Linked DNA regions of Mus musculus: region 2 is linked to region 1. Evidence: chromatin contacts called from public HiChIP or PLAC-seq data. All regions are on one chromosome and are shown on one strand. The core of a region is the stretch at or near the end of the contact, and the rest is flanking DNA. Distances in the headings are between cores, read along the strand shown. Region 1 has its middle 19 kb from the start of Gm31399. Region 2 holds the start of 4932435O22Rik (RIKEN cDNA 4932435O22 gene).

Region 1 (2,733 bases), core at 137-2,636:
GTGCATGTGTGTGCCTGTGTGTGCACGTGTGTATGTGGGTGGGTGTGTATGTGCATGCACGTGTATGTATATACAGGTGTGTATCTGTGAGAGTGCAAATGCACACATGCATATATGGATAGAGGCCAGAGGAAAATGCTGGGTGTCCTTCTACCCCATTACCAGAGACACGGTCTCTCTTCCACCTCATTACCAGAGACAGGCTCTCTCACCATTTTGATTAGTAAGTCAACCAGCTTCTGGGATCCTACTATCTCCACCTCGGTATGGTTGCAATGACAAGCTTTTGTGTGGGAACTGGGGACTTGAACTCAGGCCTTCAGGCTTGTGGAGCAAGTGCTCTCACACACTGAGCCACCTCACCGGGTTCCTGGAAAGTGCTCTTACCAGAGATAGCAGAGGGATGAGCTTACAGACAGAGGAGAAGGGCCAGTGGAGGGGAGAGCGGAGGAGAAGGCCCCAGAGAGTCAGGAGTGATATCTCTCTCTCTCTCTCTCTCTCTCTCTCTCTCTCTCTCTCTCTGTGTGTGTGTGTGTGTGTGTGTGTGTGTGTGCGCGCGTGCGTGCGCGCGCGTGTGCGTGTGCGTGTGTGTGTGTGTGTGTGTGCAGGGCGAGATACAACAGGACACTGACAGACAAGACTGAAAGGAGGAGGAGACAGAAGTCCTCCCTAGGAGTCCTCCTGCAGGAACCAACTCTGCTTGAAACTTGAATTTTTTTTCACTTCAGGGAATTACAGAGGACTAGTGCTTTTGTTTTCAGTCACCAGCTGGCACTATTTTGCTCCTGGCTGAGGAAACTCAGGCATCCTTCCCTACTTCTTCCTGGCCACCTCCCAAGCCCCGACCCTGGAGAGACCCTAAGAATCCTGTTTCCTCCCCTCCTCCCTCTCACCTTCCCCCTTTCTTCACATTCATTTCTTGCTGAATCCAGCATCAACATGCGAAATGGTGAGATCCCCATGGCAACCACTCTGATGCCAGAACCCAGGATTAGGACACCAGATCGACCAGAGAGACCGCTGGGAGGTGGGGGTCCCAGCTCTGAGTGAGAAAATCCTCGGCAAAGGGACAACACCCTTGGCTACATTTGCTATTATTTAAAAGAACAAAGCGGCCCAGAACCCCTAACTGCATTTGCAATAAGCAGTCACAAGCCAGAAGGCTGGAAGAAACGGCCCAGGAAGTCTATGACACTACACCGGATCAGCCCTGGTGAAGGGGAGACAAAGACAATGCCACCTTCATAGGTTTCTTCCAGAGACAGAGCCCCGGAAGGGGAGGCCCTCTCTGGTTTCTGTGGCCTCCACAAGTCCCCTGGCTGAGCCCTGGCTGCCCAGTGCCTTGGCTTTAGCCAAGACCTCTGAAGCCACAGCCGGCTGTACCTCACAGCGCCCCCTGCCAGCCTCCCAGTGAACCCTGGGCCTCTCAGCTCTGTCTCCTTTGCGATCCCCACTCAATCATGGAGCAACGCTTCAGCTGTTAGCGTCCTTCTCCACCCTGTCCTGACTGTCACCGCTACCCAGCCTCAAGTCAATTCTGAATCGACCTCAGCGGTTTCTTCACACACCAGCTCAAACTCCACAGGGAATGCCCCAGACTCCCTACGGATGCCTGTATGTATATATAGCTCACCAACTTCTCACACAATGTGCACACACTGTGATTCTTGTTATCACAGACTTAGAGACCAACACACAATCACACACACCCAGACACACACAGAGACTCACCTTTATATCATACAGAGACATGCCACATATTCACACACCAACACACACACACAGAGGACTTACACTCAGTACATATCCACACACTCACACACTTATACCCAGGGACTCACACTCAAAAGTACCCATACACACATCACACACACACACACACAGTCTCACACTCATATACCTCCACAGAAACTAATACACACAGTCACATACCAAAGACAGCACGCAAGACTCACACAATCACTCAGGCATGTTCACACAGACACACCTAAGGACTCACACTCACAGACACTAGCATGAAATACACTGACATACACACAGAGAAGGCATGCATACACAGATACTCAAGCCATGCAGACACACACAGTCAACATTCACACCAACACATAAACACAGACGCATTCATACCAACTCTTACACCAACACAGGAACATGTAGGCACCTACTTACCTCAGAGAATTCATTCACTCAGAAATTCACCTTTATCCAGACACAAATTCACACACAGCCATGCTAGGGACCTTCCTGGGACCTCTGCTTGGACCTTGCAGCAGCCCCAGGAGTTCCCTCTGTGGGCCCGGCAGACCATGTTTGTGACAAGCCATGGCCTTGACTGCCATGATCTGCCTCCCCGTATTAGTGTTCCCAGAGGAATGAGAAAAAGAAAACTAGAAATTGTCCAAAAAGATCCAGAACTCTCTAGAATGTTCCAGAAATCTACAGGCTTGTATAGTAACACAGCAGTGCTATACCAGTGCTATGGTTGGAGCATGGCTGTCTGACTAGATAAACTTGGCACTCTGTTTTATGGAGTCTGGGACCTCAGAAAAGGCTGATCTTCTTGTTGGTCTTCCCTAGAGGGTTCCCAGATAAACACGAAGTTCAAGGACTTCTAGAGGTACCTATAATCTAGGACATCCCAGCCTCCAGATTCCATGAGTCCAGACAAGTCTCTTTTCACTATGCATTCACCAGTCTTATCTATTCTCTAATAGCCACAGGAGATGGTCCAGG
Region 2 (2,733 bases), core at 154-2,653, 46 kb after region 1:
AAGCTGTGCCTCAGTTTCCTTTTCTGTCAAGTGTATTATTTTAATACCTATAGTAGGTTTTGCATTTACCTTTTCATTTCTCCCTTCGAAGTGCTAGAGAGGTGGCTCAGCAATTAAGAGTGCTTACTGCTTTCTTGGAGGACCCAGGCTCGGTTTCAAACACCCATATCAGGCAGTTCACCACCATCTCTAACTCCTGCTGCAGGAATCTCTTGCCCTCTAGCTTCCATGGGTACCCACATGTACACAGTGCACATAAATTTGTCCGAGTACACACACAGGCACATACAATTTTTTAAAATTGATAATGTCTTAAGACTTTCTTCTGTGTGTGTACAAAGTGTACATGTTCATACGTAAGTGCGTGCTTGTGTATATGTGTGTGGTGTGTGTGTCCAAACACACACACTCTTGCACACACATGTGTGCATGTTTTGTGAAGGCCAGGCCAATGCTGGGAGTCTTTCTCAATCATTCTCCAGCTTATATTATGTTTAGAGGCAGGGTCTCTCATTGAACCTGACGCTCATCACTTCAGCCAGCTTGGCTGGCTCTCAGCACTAGGGATCCTCTTGTCTCTGCCTCCCCAGTGCTAATGTGCAGCTGCTCACCACACCACCAGCCTTTTGATTCGGGTGTTGAGGATTTGAACTGAGCCTGAGCCCTCTCCCCAAACCTTATACTAGGCTCGTTAATGCCTGGTGGATAGCATTTGTGATAACTATTCATTATTATAATAAATATTATACCATTAATATTTATTGATAAATTGACAAGCATTTCTACATCTTATTAATGGAGATTAATATTAATAAATATTAATGCTATTAATTGTTGGTAAATATTAATGATCTAGCTGTGGTGGTGATGGCTATAACTACTACTGATAAATAATTAATATCATAGATAATACATGGCAGTGGTGCTAAGAATGGTGGGAAGACTCCTGGGTCTATGGTGCTGTGATTCTAGTCAAGACTTGTAATGGTGTCTGTCCCTGCTTCTCACACATCCGACTGCATTGATGCCACCACTTTCCCTTCAGACCCCAGGACTCCTGGAAGGGACTGGGGAACACGGTAAGCCAGGACACACACACACACACACACACACCCCAGTACTGTCCCAACACTGCCCTATTCACCCCCTGGAAAAATCCAGTTTCAGTAGTTCTAGAACCTTCCACCCACTTGACCTGGTAGAAAGGGTACCAACCTGAATCACGGGCTTGACCTTGAAGCTTTGTGGTATCTCCTGTCCCTGTCATATCAGGAAAGAGAGTTCACTTCCCATCTTCGGTGGGGAGCAGAATGGTGTTCACTCTTCAGGGCGGGCGGTGAAAGGGTTAACAGAGGCTGTGCCTGGCGCCCCACAGACACCAGTTGAACTTGCCAGTTGCTGACTGCAGAGGATAGCACTTGCAGCCCAGCCAGCTTCTCCAAGGTGGTTCCATTTGGCAGGGGCGGCCTGTCCTTTCATGCAAGAGAAGCTGAGTGCGATCCAGGAATGCCTGCCAAAACCCTGGGATTATTATCTTAGCCCCAGGAGTGAAGTCTCTGGGGATTGGCATGCCCTGTTGTTTGAATTTATTAGGCCCGGGCCCCTCCATCGGGCAGGTCAGAGGGGGAGAAACGTGTTGTCACAGTGAGGCTTTGTGGGAGTTATTTTTAGAACATCTCCAACTCTTCGGGCTCATCAGAGGTTCCAAATCAGTGCAGGAAATTGGTTTGTTTTCCAACGTGATGAGGTTTTTCAGTCCATCTCCCCGAGCTAGGATAGTGGCTGCTTTTCCCACACAAAATGAATCACAACTCATGATGTGGACGTGGGTAGTGGGATCAGATTTAGACCATTCAAGGAATGCACACTGACCACCTGTTATGTGCCAGATCTGATCTAGACACAACTTTCCACTTGTGCGGAACTTATGATGTTCCAATGTGGGAGACACAGGGGAGTGGAAACTGAAGAAGCAGGTAGGTGACAGGTTGAAGATGGGTGTTGGGAGAACACAGCGGGATTGGGGTGGGGGTGGGGTCCTGTTAAATCACCAGTGGGGGATATGCAGAGTAGATTGTAGGTCTCTGTTTTCCAGATCTTTCCTTTAACAGAGAATGGGACGTCCTGGCTCTTGGTAATGCCTCTCCCCTCACTCCACATGGCTCATTTGGGCTAATAGTATATGCGGCTCCATGATGCAGTGAAGACTGCCTGTGTTCTTGAGGCTGGAAGTGGCCTTGAACCTCTGACACTGACCACATGTCTTAATTACTTTTCTATTGCTATGACAAAACACCACAGCCAAGGAAATGTATTTTTTAAAAAAAATTAATTTGGGGGTTCATGGGTCACCATGAACAGGGAAGGTCACCATGGCAGGGAGCACAAAAGAAGCAGGCAGGCAGGCATGGCAGAGGAGCAGTGGGTGAGCACTTCCGTCTGACAAACAAGCACCAGGCAGAGGGAGAGCTATCGGGGAATGGTGTGGGCTTTTGAAACCTTTTCCAACAAGGTTGTTCACATCTTTTAATCCTTCCCAAACAATTTCACAAACTGGGAACCAAGCACTTGAATATAGGAGCCTTTGGGAACCATTCATATTCAAACCACAACACCAGGTATGCAAACATGCAAGAGTAGAGTAGACATAACTAATGTGCCATCCTGTAATACAGCCTGAACCAACCCAGGCCAGCCAGTTTGGGCCACCTCCAAATTGAAAAGCACAGCTAT

What was found. HiChIP or PLAC-seq counts read pairs in DNA pulled down with a chosen protein or histone mark.
Region 2: a contact with region 1 is called in an H3K27ac HiChIP or PLAC-seq map of neural progenitor cells, with 4 times the contacts expected there. The contact joins the promoter of 4932435O22Rik here to the enhancer-like site in region 1. A contact is called at or near these places in 5 of 484 Hi-C or Micro-C datasets (the HPC-7 cell line, cerebellar granule neurons, nephron progenitors and 2 more), 3 of 115 datasets of contacts at active chromatin or transcription factors (the SCID.adh cell line, embryonic stem cells and neural progenitor cells) and 1 of 9 other capture datasets (embryonic stem cells).

Annotation. Positions count from the first base shown.
Region 1 is chr11:114,401,790-114,404,522 of GRCm38.p6, forward strand. No RefSeq gene overlaps it. Among named protein-coding and RNA genes, the nearest start is that of Gm31399, 19 kb to the right of the region's middle. Within about 2 kb of position 1,387, at least 32 of the 459 cell types and tissues checked have an H3K27ac peak or open chromatin away from gene starts, as enhancers often do. A contact at or near this core is called in the SCID.adh cell line and neural progenitor cells, where this site is marked.
Region 2 is chr11:114,447,457-114,450,189 of GRCm38.p6, forward strand. 4932435O22Rik (RIKEN cDNA 4932435O22 gene) reads right to left here and starts at 1,404. Exons shown (of 3, transcript NR_027643.2): 1 at 1,216-1,404.